2 separate regions of the Mus musculus genome follow, and region 1 is linked to region 2. A link is a contact called in public HiChIP or PLAC-seq data. All regions are on one chromosome and are shown on one strand. Each heading gives the region's core, a stretch centred on a gene start, on an enhancer-like site or on the middle of the called end of the contact. The rest is flanking DNA. Distances are from core to core; before and after follow the strand shown. Region 1 overlaps C530044C16Rik (RIKEN cDNA C530044C16 gene). Region 2 has its middle 45 kb from the start of C530044C16Rik.

The links. HiChIP or PLAC-seq counts read pairs in DNA pulled down with a chosen protein or histone mark.
Region 1: an HNF4G HiChIP or PLAC-seq map of pancreatic cancer cells shows a contact between it and region 2. The contact joins two enhancer-like sites. A contact is called at or near these places in 1 of 39 promoter capture datasets (the 3T3-L1 cell line), 1 of 15 datasets of contacts at CTCF or cohesin (the NIH/3T3 cell line), 8 of 484 Hi-C or Micro-C datasets (the C10 cell line, cranial neural crest, liver and 5 more), 5 of 115 datasets of contacts at active chromatin or transcription factors (the NIH/3T3 cell line, embryonic fibroblasts, embryonic stem cells and 1 more) and 1 of 9 other capture datasets (embryonic stem cells).

Annotation. Positions count from the first base shown.
Region 1 is chr6:50,802,523-50,808,942 of GRCm38.p6, reverse strand. The region is part of intron 4 of C530044C16Rik (RIKEN cDNA C530044C16 gene); the gene reads right to left. Gm31455 (a long non-coding RNA gene) reads left to right here. Exons shown (of 5, transcript XR_869068.3): 4 at 1,116-1,231; 5 at 3,303-4,678. Among named protein-coding and RNA genes, the nearest start is that of Gm31455, 17 kb to the left of the region's middle. Within about 2 kb of position 1,267, at least 106 of the 459 cell types and tissues checked have an H3K27ac peak or open chromatin away from gene starts, as enhancers often do. A contact at or near this core is called in pancreatic cancer cells, where this site is marked.
Region 2 is chr6:50,727,257-50,733,987 of GRCm38.p6, reverse strand. No RefSeq gene overlaps it. Among named protein-coding and RNA genes, the nearest start is that of C530044C16Rik, 45 kb to the left of the region's middle. Within about 2 kb of position 2,982, at least 8 of the 459 cell types and tissues checked have an H3K27ac peak or open chromatin away from gene starts, as enhancers often do. A contact at or near this core is called in pancreatic cancer cells, where this site is marked.

The DNA.
Region 1 (6,420 bases), core at 18-2,517, 77 kb before region 2:
AAGTGGAGTCGTGGTCCCCGGAAGGGAGCGATGCAAAAACATCAAATGTTTGGCCTGGAAATGCAATGCGAACAGAGACTAAAACCAGGCCCTTTCACTAGCACAACAAATATTAAAATAACCACTTCAAAGGCTTGGGGGGTGGGGGGGGCATACAAAGTTAAAGCCAGAGAGAAAAACCCCTCAGGTGAAGTCTGGTTGGATATCTGAAGGGAGACCTTTCACCGCTGTCTCGAGAAGTTTCACTTAACTGTAAAAGATGATGAGGGTTTAATTTATATTTAAACCAAGGTTAGCATCCCTCTCCTTGTAGGACATTCTTTCCTAAGCCCTGCACTGAGGGTTTTGTTTTGTTTTCTAGGCGGTGCTCCATCAGCTTTAAGGCAACGCTCACCCTAAAGATGGATAGATAGCTATAGCATCACCAACTTTGAACAATGAACTAAATACTGTTGAAAACAGAAATTAAATTTTTGTAGGCTATCCATTTTTATCTGCATTGCTTAATGAGCTCTAGCACCGAAAATTCTGTGTCCCCATAAAAACCTATTCAGCATTCAGTTTTCTCAAACTTTAAACCTCAAAAAAAGTTATGGCATCACTGATGGTGTACTGCCACCGTCTGGTCATTTTGAGAACTGCAGGTAGGTTCCCTTTTCTTCAAAAACTGAGCTGTTTTCACCAACACATGTATCTTTTGGGGAAGAGACTTGTTAGACCTACCTAAGTGTCCTAAGAACACTCAAAGGAATTCTGAAGGCTCCTCTTGTTGCCTCACAGTAGGAAAAATCAGATCCACTTCACACCGGGGGGCCGGGGGGCGGGTTCTCTGAAGATTGCCATTTACAGCAGGGGTATGGGATGAAGAGAAACAAAATTCTTAGTTTACACTTAAAACTTAGACTCGTAACTAGCTAGTACACCTGTGTGTCACCAGACATTAGAATCCCCTTGCCATAGATGAGGATAATAATCATGCCTGACCTGTAGGTACTGGAGGGTAAAGGAGATGATGCCCCGGAGGTGCTTAGCACAGCGTCGCGCTCACGGCAGTGGTCAGCGATGAGAGAGATTATTAAAACTCGTATTTATTTAACTTCCTTTCAAACATACAGATGAGAAATCACAGTGTTGGCAAGGACTTCGAGTGCCTGGATCCTGTCCCAGACAGAAAGTTTCCACGATTTCCTTTACGTCATGGGAACGAGAGGATCTGCCAACCTTTAGAGAAGTAATCTTCCCTCCCAGCTCCCCACAGGCTAGGCTCACAACTGCTCACCCCCAGAGCTACTGCTGAGCAGAGCTGTCCTGCCCTGGCCCCCACCTCCCTCCTCTGCTCTGTTCGGTACACCGGCCCTGGACATCTGTATTTGCACTGCTCTCTCGGGGCCCCCGTTGCCCCTGGGTTCTGTCTTGCTTTGTTTATTTAAATCCCACCTCTCTGGGAGACACGGATCCCATCTTTCTTAAGAGTTTGCCTCCCATCCGCTTCCTTACTGGCCACCACTGGCAAGGGTTCATTTTGCCAGTGATTCCCTGACAGTCACACCCATGAATGGTGGGAATAAGATGTGAGTATCTCTATGCCCTGTGTAGCCACGAGAGTCTCACATCTCTGGTCCTCATCTCTGCAATAAAAATATATGTCAGCACCCATCTCACTATCAAGATGGTGTGTCGGGACACAAATTGGAAACAAAGCCTGCACTCCCCATTCTAAATTAGCAGAGAACAGCCCTTCACAGATTAGAAAGAGGGGGCCTGTCACACGCCTGGGTGGCACTAAAAGACTATTGTAGCTATAAGATAGAAGCCAGACCTCAATCTCTTGTGGCTCTTTTGTCCCCACGTAGCCCCATGTTTAAAGGATTTGTGCATTCTTGCTTCCCACTCCCTCTGTCTCTGGGTGGTAAAGAGGTACCTGGGCATGGACAGAAAAAGTTCAGCACCAGGTGGCGCCTGGGCTGCGGATCGGACTGAACCGGTTGTGCAACACTGCTTCTATTTCAGACACAGTGGCTTTAAGGTTTCTTAACATCACTTTGTTCCTCCATAAAATATAAACTTTTGGCCACACCCCTACCCCACCCCCATCCTATCCCACCCTTGTCTTACCAAGTTCCTGCAGATATCAGAGTCCACTGCATAGTTCTCAGCTCAGTTCTTTGATTTTTTAAAAGTCCCCACCTCAACCAGCAGAGGGCGGTGAAAGACAAACTGAGCTCTGAGTCTCTCTCTCTCTCTCTCTCTCTCTCTCTCTCTCTCTCTCTCTCTCTCCCCCCCCCCCCCCCCACTGCCCCTCGTGCGCATACCTAGGCTGAGGACTGTTGTCCCCTTTAAAGGTGCAAGGAATTTGATGGTAATGTTATCACTCCTGTTACCCCTCTGTATGGCCCATGAAGGGTTCTGAGGCACAGCCAAACACCCTGAGCTGGAGAAGGGAGGGGGTTCAGTGCAGAAGACAGGCCAAGCAGCAGTGCAGCTACTTGGAAGTGAGGTTCAGAGCAAAACAGGAGAGACCCAGGCCTGCACCCCACAGACCTGGGAAGGGTGGCTTACTGAGAAAAGTCTGGGGGAAAATAAAAGACTTGTAGAAAGTTCTGGGTGCAGCCTCCTCGACATGTTTGTGGAGCGGTTGCAGTATATCAAGCAAGTACTACCAATGGACTTAGACCATGCGAATAGAGACACAGAAATGTTACAGATGCACTTTGTGATTCAGATTTATAACTTTCCAATGAGAGTCAGGGCCTGGAACCACCCTCTATTCCCATGGACAGCCCAGTCTGTATAGGGAGGGTGGGCTGAGAGTAGTTGGGAGATGGACTGTCCAAGCAGAGCTCTACTGAATAAACAGAACCATCAGTAGAACCTACAATGTGGCCACAGGGTCACACAGTTCTAGAGTAAATGTGTATAAAGCGGTTCAGAAAGCCTGAACAAGCAAAAGTCATGGGGGACAGCCATGATTTTAAAAGCATAACTAAATACTACATTCCAAAGGACCAGCAGCATTGCAGGTAAGGAATGTGGGCAGACGTGAGGCAAAGTGATGGATTGTCACCACTGTGTCCCAGCAAAGCTGCTTGAGGAGGGAAGCTATTACCTAGATTAGCGGTTAGACGGGTGTTGGTTTAAACTTGTTGTAAGTTTTAGATTTGAACTTGAGAAAAAAGAGTTATGGATTGCAGATGAATATTTGACTCTTCCTTGCAGAGTCAGTGTTAATCCCTGAGAACCTTCACACTCTAATGCTTGCTGGAAAGATCTTCCATCTTCCTTTCCTTCTCTTCCAACATTAGGATCCTCTCTGCATTCACCTGGCAAGGATTACCCAGAGAAACCTGGACCTTCTATTAAACAGCAGCTCTTCAAATGTTTGGACCCTTGCTCTCACAAACAGCCTCTGGTCCCTCAGAGTATCTACCCACCACGCAGCAGCTCTTCATCCTAGGACTGGCATCAGTTCACCAAAGGCCACCTCTTTCTGAGAGATAGTCCTAAAGAGGCTCATCTCCAACCGTGAGGCTCTAAGGAAGGCTCTCTCTCTCTCTCTCTCTCTCTCTCTCTCTCTCTCTCATCAAGCAGCTTCTTGTCTCTAGGAACTGAATCAGTGGGAATCCCTGACCTCTCCAAGGTCACCCTCTGCTCTCCTGGGATGATATCAGAGCACAGGCTCATTTTCTCTATGATACTCCAGTGCAGCATAGAGAAAAGTGCTGTCCATTTTCACAGGATTCTTCTGAGGATTGGACTACTGCTATCATTGAGGGAGGGGGACTAATGGGACAGGATGTAGTAAAACTTGGAGCAAAAAATGAAATGTCAGTGTGGAGATAATCTGCCTGCTTGACCTTCCTACCATCCCCCGAAGGAATCGATAACACATCGTCCTCCCAACTCCGTGTTCAACTAGACTTGTTTTCTGTTGGGGTGGGGCATGTTTTTGTTCTTCTTTAAAGGAGACCACACAAACTGTCAAGATAACCTGGAGATTAGCATGATAGACCCTTCTTATTTCCTAACACCCTAGTGAAGAGGTGACTTCACATGAAAGGCCAGTGATCCAGAGCCACCTCCCTACAGGGTCAGAGACAGAACACCCAGCTAGCAAGATCTGGCCACCAGGCCTTTGGGCTCAGCGACAAACATGACCCATGCTATTAAGTATTGGGAAAGGAATCAATGTTGTGTGCTCTGGCAAGCCCCAGGTTCTGCCAGTAAGGGGGGACAGAAGGAAGGCACGGAGCTGGGGCTCAAGCAGGGAAGGCCCAGCACCTGCCAGGGTTGGCCCATTGCCTGTGATTGTACCCAGTTCTTTGGTCTAGCTTGGTTTGTATTTTATATATATTTTAACTATGCTCATGGCAGCACTGTTCCACTCTAGGCTTATGCAAGGGGCAAAGCAGAAGTAAAGACGAACAAACAGTGCTCTAGAAACCGGCATGCCTCCATTTCTTCCCTCTGCCTCTGTCTCTTTCCCTTTGTCTCGCAGATTTCAATAGCCACCATGACACCTGGTGCTTATACCCTATGCCCTACCCTGTACCCTACACCAAGTGACTGGCCTGGGCTCTGCCTGTGGCTGCCTTTCCTGAGCCATGATGTAAAGCTATGGATGGTGAGCTCATGAGGGGAGCTGAGGTATCCCATGACACCCTACCCTACCCCTGCCTCCTCCCCCAGCTCCATCTCTCCTTTAGGACCGCCTGAATTTCAGTTGAATGTAATGAAAGAAAGTTGGCCCCAGAGGTGTCTCTAAGTGTCTCTGCCCAGAACCACAGAGAATTTTTTTGGCAGAACTTCCAAGGTAGAAGCAAGTTCCTAACAGCCTTTTGGGATGTCAGGGACAATTAGACATCTGCATTCCCTAACCATCCCTTGGGAAGGGGGAGGCCATGTGCCCACCAGACTTCTGCTAAAGTGTTGCTTGGGTTGGATTTGGGTGTTGCCCCTTCTTTCTCTGTCCTTAGGGGTCAAGCAAAGTGGAATACAAGACATCTCTTACTTGGGGCGAGTCTGACAAACCAATGTGTTTACAGGGGAACTTGGGGCTGGTGGCCATGAGATAACAGAGACTCCTGAACCCACAAGTACTGCCGGAGGGGGCAGGGATGATTGAGCCTGTGACAAAAAGATACCCTTTCCATTTTGTTCCAAGAAAGTTGTGAGAGCCTGTGTTTAATCGGTCTTTCACCCTGAGCTTCAAATTCTAAGTCACTAAGAATCAAGTCACAAACAGAGTGTCTTGTCCTTGCTGGAAATGACAACTCCCGTAGCTGGATGTAACAGCCCCCAAGAGGGCTTCTTCCTGGCAGGGGTGAGTAGCCGCCAGCTGTACAGCACTGGGTGAGCCCTAACAGGACCAGCCTTGCAGAAGACCTCAGAGGGGAGAACCCTAAGGTCCACCTGGGCATCTTCGCCTATGGCCTGCCACAATGGTCCCTGTCACACGTGTGGCCCAAGTCTGCTGCTCACAAACAGCAGAAACTGGGTTTGGAGGAGCAGAGTTCCCCCAGTAGAGACAGCTCCTCCCTGTTCTGCCCAGATAGTGGGAAAAGTGGGGGCGAGGGGGTATTGCCATCTCTGCACAGGTGGACAGCGTGCGAGCTGCCCACCTCCCTGCAGTGGAGCTCACTGACAAAAAAAGACAGCTGCAGTTCAACTAAGGGGCAAATGATTCCAAAATGAGCTACAAGTCAGTTTACACAGAGGAGCAGGGCAAACTCTATTAGGTTGCAATCTCTAGTTGGGAAATGTGTTTCTAAAGGGAGTGTGCGTGCCATGGAAACAAAGCCCCAAAGCCCAGTTTCAGCTTATTAGCGCTAAATTGGCCACAGCAAATGAGCACTGCAATTGTCAGTGACCTGAGGTTTTATAAGCACACGGGGACTGTTTGCAGAGATTTTACATGCGCCCTGCCGAGCAGCTGAAGGGAGGCAACTCAGCCTAGGACTCCCATTTCCAAAGCTCAGAACAGCCATGAATCCATCCCATCAGGTACCCTCTGCACAGGGATCTCCCTGGGGCGGAAACCTTTCTGAGATCTGTGCCTTGCACTCGGCTTTCTTAAGAGGGGAAGAACAGCAAGTAAATGGTACAGACAGCAAGATCTGTGGGCAGGAGCCTCCGGGTCAAACCACCGAGAGTAAATCTGGACCAACCCTGTTCTGGCGGGGAAATGCGGGTGGTTCTGAAGTCACTGACAGAGACTTACGAAGGTTCCACTCTGCAGGGAAGCAGGGAAGAATAGCCTCTAGCTTAGATTCCATCTCCCTTGTATTGTTACAGTTTTCTCTTGGTAGATCTCACCCTTCATAGAGTTCATTTATGAAGGGCAGAGATGGAGGCATAAGCTGTTTGCATCATGAACAGAACTAAAACCTGATCGGTTCCATGAAGGTCCTAAGCAAGAGTCTA
Region 2 (6,731 bases), core at 1,733-4,232:
CCTAGCTTCATAAAGCAATCGTCTGCTTTTATTAACAGAGCATCCCTTGCTTTCATAGTTTGGGACTTGGGGGTTCTGTATAGAACACTCAGAAAGGAAAATGACTGCAATTTTGGGAGTCACTCAAAAGCCCAGGATTTGCTTAGGCGTTTCCAGTGCCCCTGAATGAGAATAGCAGGAGAAGCAAACTGGGAATATCGACAGCAGAAAAACCATTTGAGCCACAGAATTCCAAGCTCACTTTCTGTCCAGGTATTACTTTTACGTGGCAATTCAGATTATTATTTTGGAAAACCAATCAGATAGAAATGAGGACCCACTGCAGTAGGTGTGTTTGTGTGTGTGTGTGTGTGTATAAATAATACCGTGGAAGACCAATCAGCTGGAAATGAGGATAGACTGGCAGGTGATGCTGTACCCCCATGGTGTACAGAGCACAAGAAGTCTGTCCTTCCATCACCACTAACGGAGGATGAGGAAATCCACAAACCTCCAAAAGTAATGGTAGGATGCCTAAGATGGGGAGGGGTTTCCTAGTCAAACAAAGCACTGCCCCCTGCTTGCTGAGGGTTCCACGCCCTGTGAGAGGGCTGTGGGAAGCACGTGATTTACTCATGTGGATTGGGTGCTACAAAGAGCGCCTGGGAAGTGGCTTCAAACACGTTTTAAATTTGATGTTCCTTTGGACATTCGCACATTTGATTCCTGTTAGCGCCATCATTTTGTCTCCAAATATGAGCTGCTTCCATCCTAATTATATAAATCAATCTCTGACAAAGGCACCTTCCTCTGTTTAAGCACAGCCCCCTTCGATGTACAAGCAAGAGAATCCCAGGCGGGTTAGAACAGACCTGCAGTCTGGAGGTTGAGAGGTAGAACGAGGAGGACAAAGACTTCAGTACCACACTCCAGAGCGAGCTCCACTCGTAGAAGGGGGCGTGGTCAACACAGATCATACTCCATGGGTGTCGGCTTGTTTTCTGTGCTTTGTTTTGTTTTGAATTTTTGTTAAGAGAGAAAGAACATGGAGTTGAGTGTGCAGGGAGGTAGGAGAGGATGTGAGGGAACCAGGAGAGGGGAAGAATGTGATTTTAAAAAAAAAAAAAATATATATATATATATATATATATATATATATATATATATATGGATATGGTATGGAATCCTCAATGAATAAATAAAGACCAAAAAAGAATTTAAAGAGTTGAAGGCCATCTTTGGCTACACGAGGGTCTGTATATAAGGAAAGGAAAAAGGAAGGAAGGAAGGAAGGAAGGAAGGGAGGGAGGGAGGGAGGGAGGGAGGGAGGAAGGGTAGCCTCCCCCAGCCTTGAGCAAGCTGAATCAGACCTATGCTGCCACTGTGGATGAGACCACCTAGGGTGGAGCCTTCTGACCTAGATGGTTCTGTTGTTCTGTCACCTGCACTGTTCTTCTCCAAGTCACTGCTACCTGCTGAGAGGCTGGACCTGCCTTCCTGAGAAATTCCTGAGAGGTGGTCAGCAGGGAATGGGCTTTCCCCCTTTATAAGCACAGACTCTTAGTAAACATTGGGCCTTGATCAGAATCTGTCTTGGTCTCGGTTCTTCTCTTGCAGTTTCCTCCCTTACAGCTCCAGCCTTCCACTCAGGAACTGGTTTCGTGTGGCCATGGGCGGCTACAAGGAAGGAAGGAAGCAAACAAGCAAGCAAGCAAGCAACAAGGAAAGAAAGAAAGTAAGGAAGGGAGGGAGGGAGGAAGGAAGGAAGGAAGGAAGGAAGGAAGGAAGGAAGGAAGGAAGGAAGGAAGCAAGCAGGCAGGCAGGCAAGCAACAAGAAAAGAAAGAAAGGAGGGGAGGGAGGGAGGGAGGGAGAGAGGGAGGGAGGGAGGGGAGAGAGAAGGAAGGAAGGAAGGAAGGAAGGAAGGAAGGAAGCAAGCAAGCAAGCAGGCAGGCAAGCAACAAGAAAAGAAAGAAAGGAGGGGAGGGAAGGGAGAGAGAGAGAGAGAGAGAGAGAAGGGGAAGAAAGGGAAGAAAGACAAATATATAAATTTATTTATAAATAAATAGGTTGCTTTAGTTCAAAAGTACAGATGGTTGTGAATATGCCTTCCCAGTTCTTCACTTCCCCAAAGTTACTGGCTATGTGCACTGATCAGTTTAAGTCTTCGCGTGAGAAAACAGTTGCTTGTACGACAGCCTCTGGTTCCTTTGATCTAACAGTAGACCCACCCTGTAACAGCTTTGGTCCCCTGGATCTAACAACAGACCAACACTATAACAGTCCCTAGTGCCCTGGATCTAACAGCAGATTCACACTGTAACAGCTTAATATCATAACATCTGTACAGTGGGAATTACAGCACATAGCATAATGCTCATCTCCCCTCAAAGAAAGAGAAAGGCTTAGCTACAGGATATACATTGAGATAATAACTCAGAGAATATTGCTTCAGATAGGTCAGGAGAGTACGGAAGTTGGCCCAAGGGGAGATTGTTACAACATAGATAACAGTGGGTTAAAGCCACAGAAAAATGAAAAGAGGAAAATCGGACTGTTTAAACATTAAACATTTGTTTAAATATTAAAGTAAAGTTAGCCTGACAGCAAAATCGATATTAAATCAGGCCTGGAAAGTGTTTTACGACCTCAGACACTGGGCTTCTTAACTGCTAGTGTCGTAAATGATGTCACTTTTCAGCCTGATCATGGCTGCCAGGAGGCAGGTCAGAAATGCCAGCTTTAATTTTAAAATGTTAATTTGTGATGTAATTTAGAGTTTACTCTCGGGGACAAATGTCGTTTCTGGGCAGCAGTCCTTCAACGAGCTGTTGTGCACAAAACGCGTGCCCTCTGAGCAGAGATCCTTCCCCCAGATCATCCAGAGGGGCCTGCAGAGTCTCTTGGGTTTGGATAACGTGCAAACAGTCATAAATGGTTTGAGGTTCCTTTCCAGCCTCTGAAGATGTATTTTGAGGAAATGCTTTAGGGCAAAAGGAAAGGAAGCTATAAAACGCAGTACCTGCTGCCAATCACTTTCTGAGTAGGCTGGAGCTTAATGCCAGCAATGTAGACAGGGCAGGATGTCAGCAGAGTTAGCAGCCTTCTGAACACGTGGGGACTGACTGTCTTTATCCCATATGCCAACGCCATCTTAAACTCCCCTCTGTCTGCTCCCTGACCTGTCACAGACCAGAAACATCTACATTGTAGGGATACTGAAGGCCATGCTAACACACAAATGTGTTTGAGAAAGAGAAATACAAGGCTGCTTGGTAGGACCCTGACTTCCGCAGAGTTCAGACTGCCCAGGGTGGAAGCAGCTGCCCTTTGGGAGAGATCACTGGGTTTATAGCGTAAGTTGTGGACTAAGCGTAATACAGGACCCCACACTTGGGGTAGACCACTTATAGCCTAGACATCTGACATTGACCTAAGTTGTTATGAATGAATGTCTTCCTATAAAGGAACACTGGAAAGCTAAAGGTGTGTGTGTGTGTGTGTGTGTGCGTGTGTGTGTGTGTGTGTGAGAGAGAGAGAGAGAGAGAGAGAGAGAGAGAGAGAGATTGAGTTAGTGTGTGTGCATGTGTGTGCATGTGTGTGAGTATGTGCATGTGTGAGGGTGTGTGCATGTATGTGAATGTGCATAAGTGTTAAGAGGAAGAAGAATTATGAGACTATCTTAGCACACCACCACAACAGAACACCACAGCTTATCATCTTTCAGCCCAAACCCAAGGGCTCAGAGGGCCATATTTCCTCTAAAGATCCCAGGAAAGACTCTTTTCCAGGCCACTCTTCTAACTTGAGCACCTCCTCATCTGTGGCAGCATAACTGCAATTTTGACCTAGCTATCTACTTCCCAGTCTGCCTCAATATCTACCACCCCCTTTTCATAAGACACCAGGAAACCTCCCATACTCCATTATGATCTCAACTGTGTCTGCAACAACCTCATCTCAAAGTCAAGTTACATTTGAAGAAGTAGGTGTTCAGATGTCAATGTATGAATTTAAAGGGCACTATCATGCATAATTGTGCTATCAGGGGTAGAAAGCAGAAAGAGTCTATATAAAACAAAAAACAAAACAAAACAAAAACAAACAAACAAACAAACATACCGGTGGACCATGAGGAAGAAAAGAGAGCAATGGTGTTCAACCAAGTCAAAGCCAAGAACCACCTCTGAAAACATCACTCACACCAAATCCACAAGAGCCACCTCTGGGAGCAGAGTCCACTCACACTGAGGTCACAAGTGGCTCACAGACACCCAGAGAAGAAGCTACAGCAATGCAGACATTTATTTTGTAGCTTCATTGCCACTGAAAATGGATTGTCATTCATCTATTCTGCAAGGATATGCAGAATAGAACACCAATATCTGGAAAAGAAGCTGGTGCTTACCGCTAGGAGTAAAGGCAGGTAAACAGTCTATGGTCATACCACACTGAAGCATGCACAGAGAAAAGATGTCAGTCAGGAAACACTGGAATGTGACACTCAGAGCTGATTAACAGCCACCTTCAGACTGCAGTCTGAGACTCAGGGAGAGTCCTTGGCTACAGGGGGAGTCCTTGGCATCCCAGTACAAGCAAAAGAAATCATTGTCTGCACCAATCACAATGAAGGTGCTCATATCCTGCAAGCAACGAGAGCTGCTATTACTAACATTGTAACAAGAGCCACTACCATCATTTTTCAAAACAAAATCAGTAGTCTCTTCAGTCCAAACACTTGAGAGTTGAACATTGGCGAGACAACTTTGATCCATATTATCTTCTACAGGGCTCATAACATCTACCCCCCAGAACGTACAGAAGATTTTCCTTCCACTTCAACCATCTGCAAATTTACAGATGTATACGTTCCTATAAATATGGGTTGTAATAAGTTCCTCCATTTTCTGTTTGCTCCAGTTCTGTCAAATTTATGTTCACAAAAAAGACATCGACAAGAAAATTGTCAAAAAAAAAAAAAAAGGACAGGATTTCTAATTAGAACAGCACAAACAAACACATTGATTTTGCAGATGGTAGGTGATGTCTTCAATCCCTGCTCTGACCATTTCCCCTGGAGAGACTTGCTATTTGACTTTCTCAGCTATAGTATAGGGGCTTGATGTTCTGCTCTGGGTGTCGGGAGTATACAGAGGGTTATTGAAAGGGGTCGTCTTGGAAGACTTTTATAAAAATGTTATTATATACTGCCTGTTAGCTTTTAACACAGCTTGGGAAGGCAGTAATACAAAAAGAGTTGATTCCCCATTCAGGCTTACACAAGAAAGAATCCTAATAGACAATTTTATTAGGGCAGAGGGACAATGACGGATAGCATATCACATGCAAACTCTTCTGCCTGGTTTGTATAGGGGACCCAGTGCCTATGGAAATACATCCTTTACGTGCATATATAACTTAGCCATGTCCACCAAGATGATTTATTGACAAGGAGGTTGAGGTAAATAACATTTAAATCATCTGGAATTCTAACATATTAAGCTTTCCTTAGACAAAATCTGATGCTTTGCAAAATAAAGGTTATAATATAGATCAATAAGATATTTCTTACCATGGTGAAGCTAACTGATTTGCCCATATCAAACATGAAATTAGATACAGGGTTACTTACCACATTCAAAAAAGCTGTAGAGCTGTAACTCAGCAGGAAGATCAATAACTTTATCTATTTCTCAGTGGGTGGGTGTGTGAAATACATCTGCATACAGCATGTTGTCAACAAGACTGGGACCCATTGTGTTCCCCAAGACTGCAATGGCCCTTGCTCCAGATGACAGAAATTGCTTGCAAGGCAAGCTACAGCATCCTTCTAATCTCCCAACTCAGGTCTATACTTTTCCTTCTCACCCTTCCATGGGTATCAGTGTAGAAGTACCAAGTGTCCACTTATTAGTTGAGTTGCCTTTAAGTAGCTGAAAACCCAGACAAATCTGCTCAAAGACCAAAGAAAGTACAGGGGGTTGGGAGATTAGAAAGTCCTGAGAAGAAAAAAAGTCTATAGATGTGGATCCCTGTGCCATAGAAGCATCAAGCACCTTCAGGACAGAGCATTACCCTGGAGTGTGTGATAATGGCGACAACTTAGAAGTGGTGGCTGTCGCCCACATATCTATCAAATGTTAGTTCCAACCCCCATCTTGGCAAGAACAGCATAGGCTATGCCGAGAATGGTGGTGGCGGCCCAGGGTGACCTAACTAGAGCTTCAAGGCTTAACCACATTGGACACTCTGACAATTAGAAGCCCATCTACAAGACACAACTCTTGGCTTCCTTGATTACCTCACACCTAAGTCTGCCTATCCGGCATGACTCTAATGCCTGACACTGGAAACCAGCATGCGCATGAACAACAGTGCAGCACAGCAGCTGCAGCAACTCCAGGGAGAGCATTTGATGAGGAAAAGCAGCACACGTCTCAAGAACAACTGTGCTTAAATTGTGTTGGATTTAAGGTTATCCTTGATCTTCTAGAAGGATGTCTCCCAGTTCATCCAGAGGAAGCTAATTAAGTGCACCAAAGTGAACACACCTCTGCTGGCCACAAGGAAGCATCATCATGGATGTGACAGGGATGGTCAATATCCTTTCAGAGAGCCACAGTGTCTATGAATCACACCCATGAGCATGCTGGTTTCCAATTTCAGGGGTCAAAATAACACTGGGTAGGCAAAGACTTAGCTGTGATGTAACCAAGAAAACCAACACTTGCATCTTGCAGCTGGGGCTCCTAAT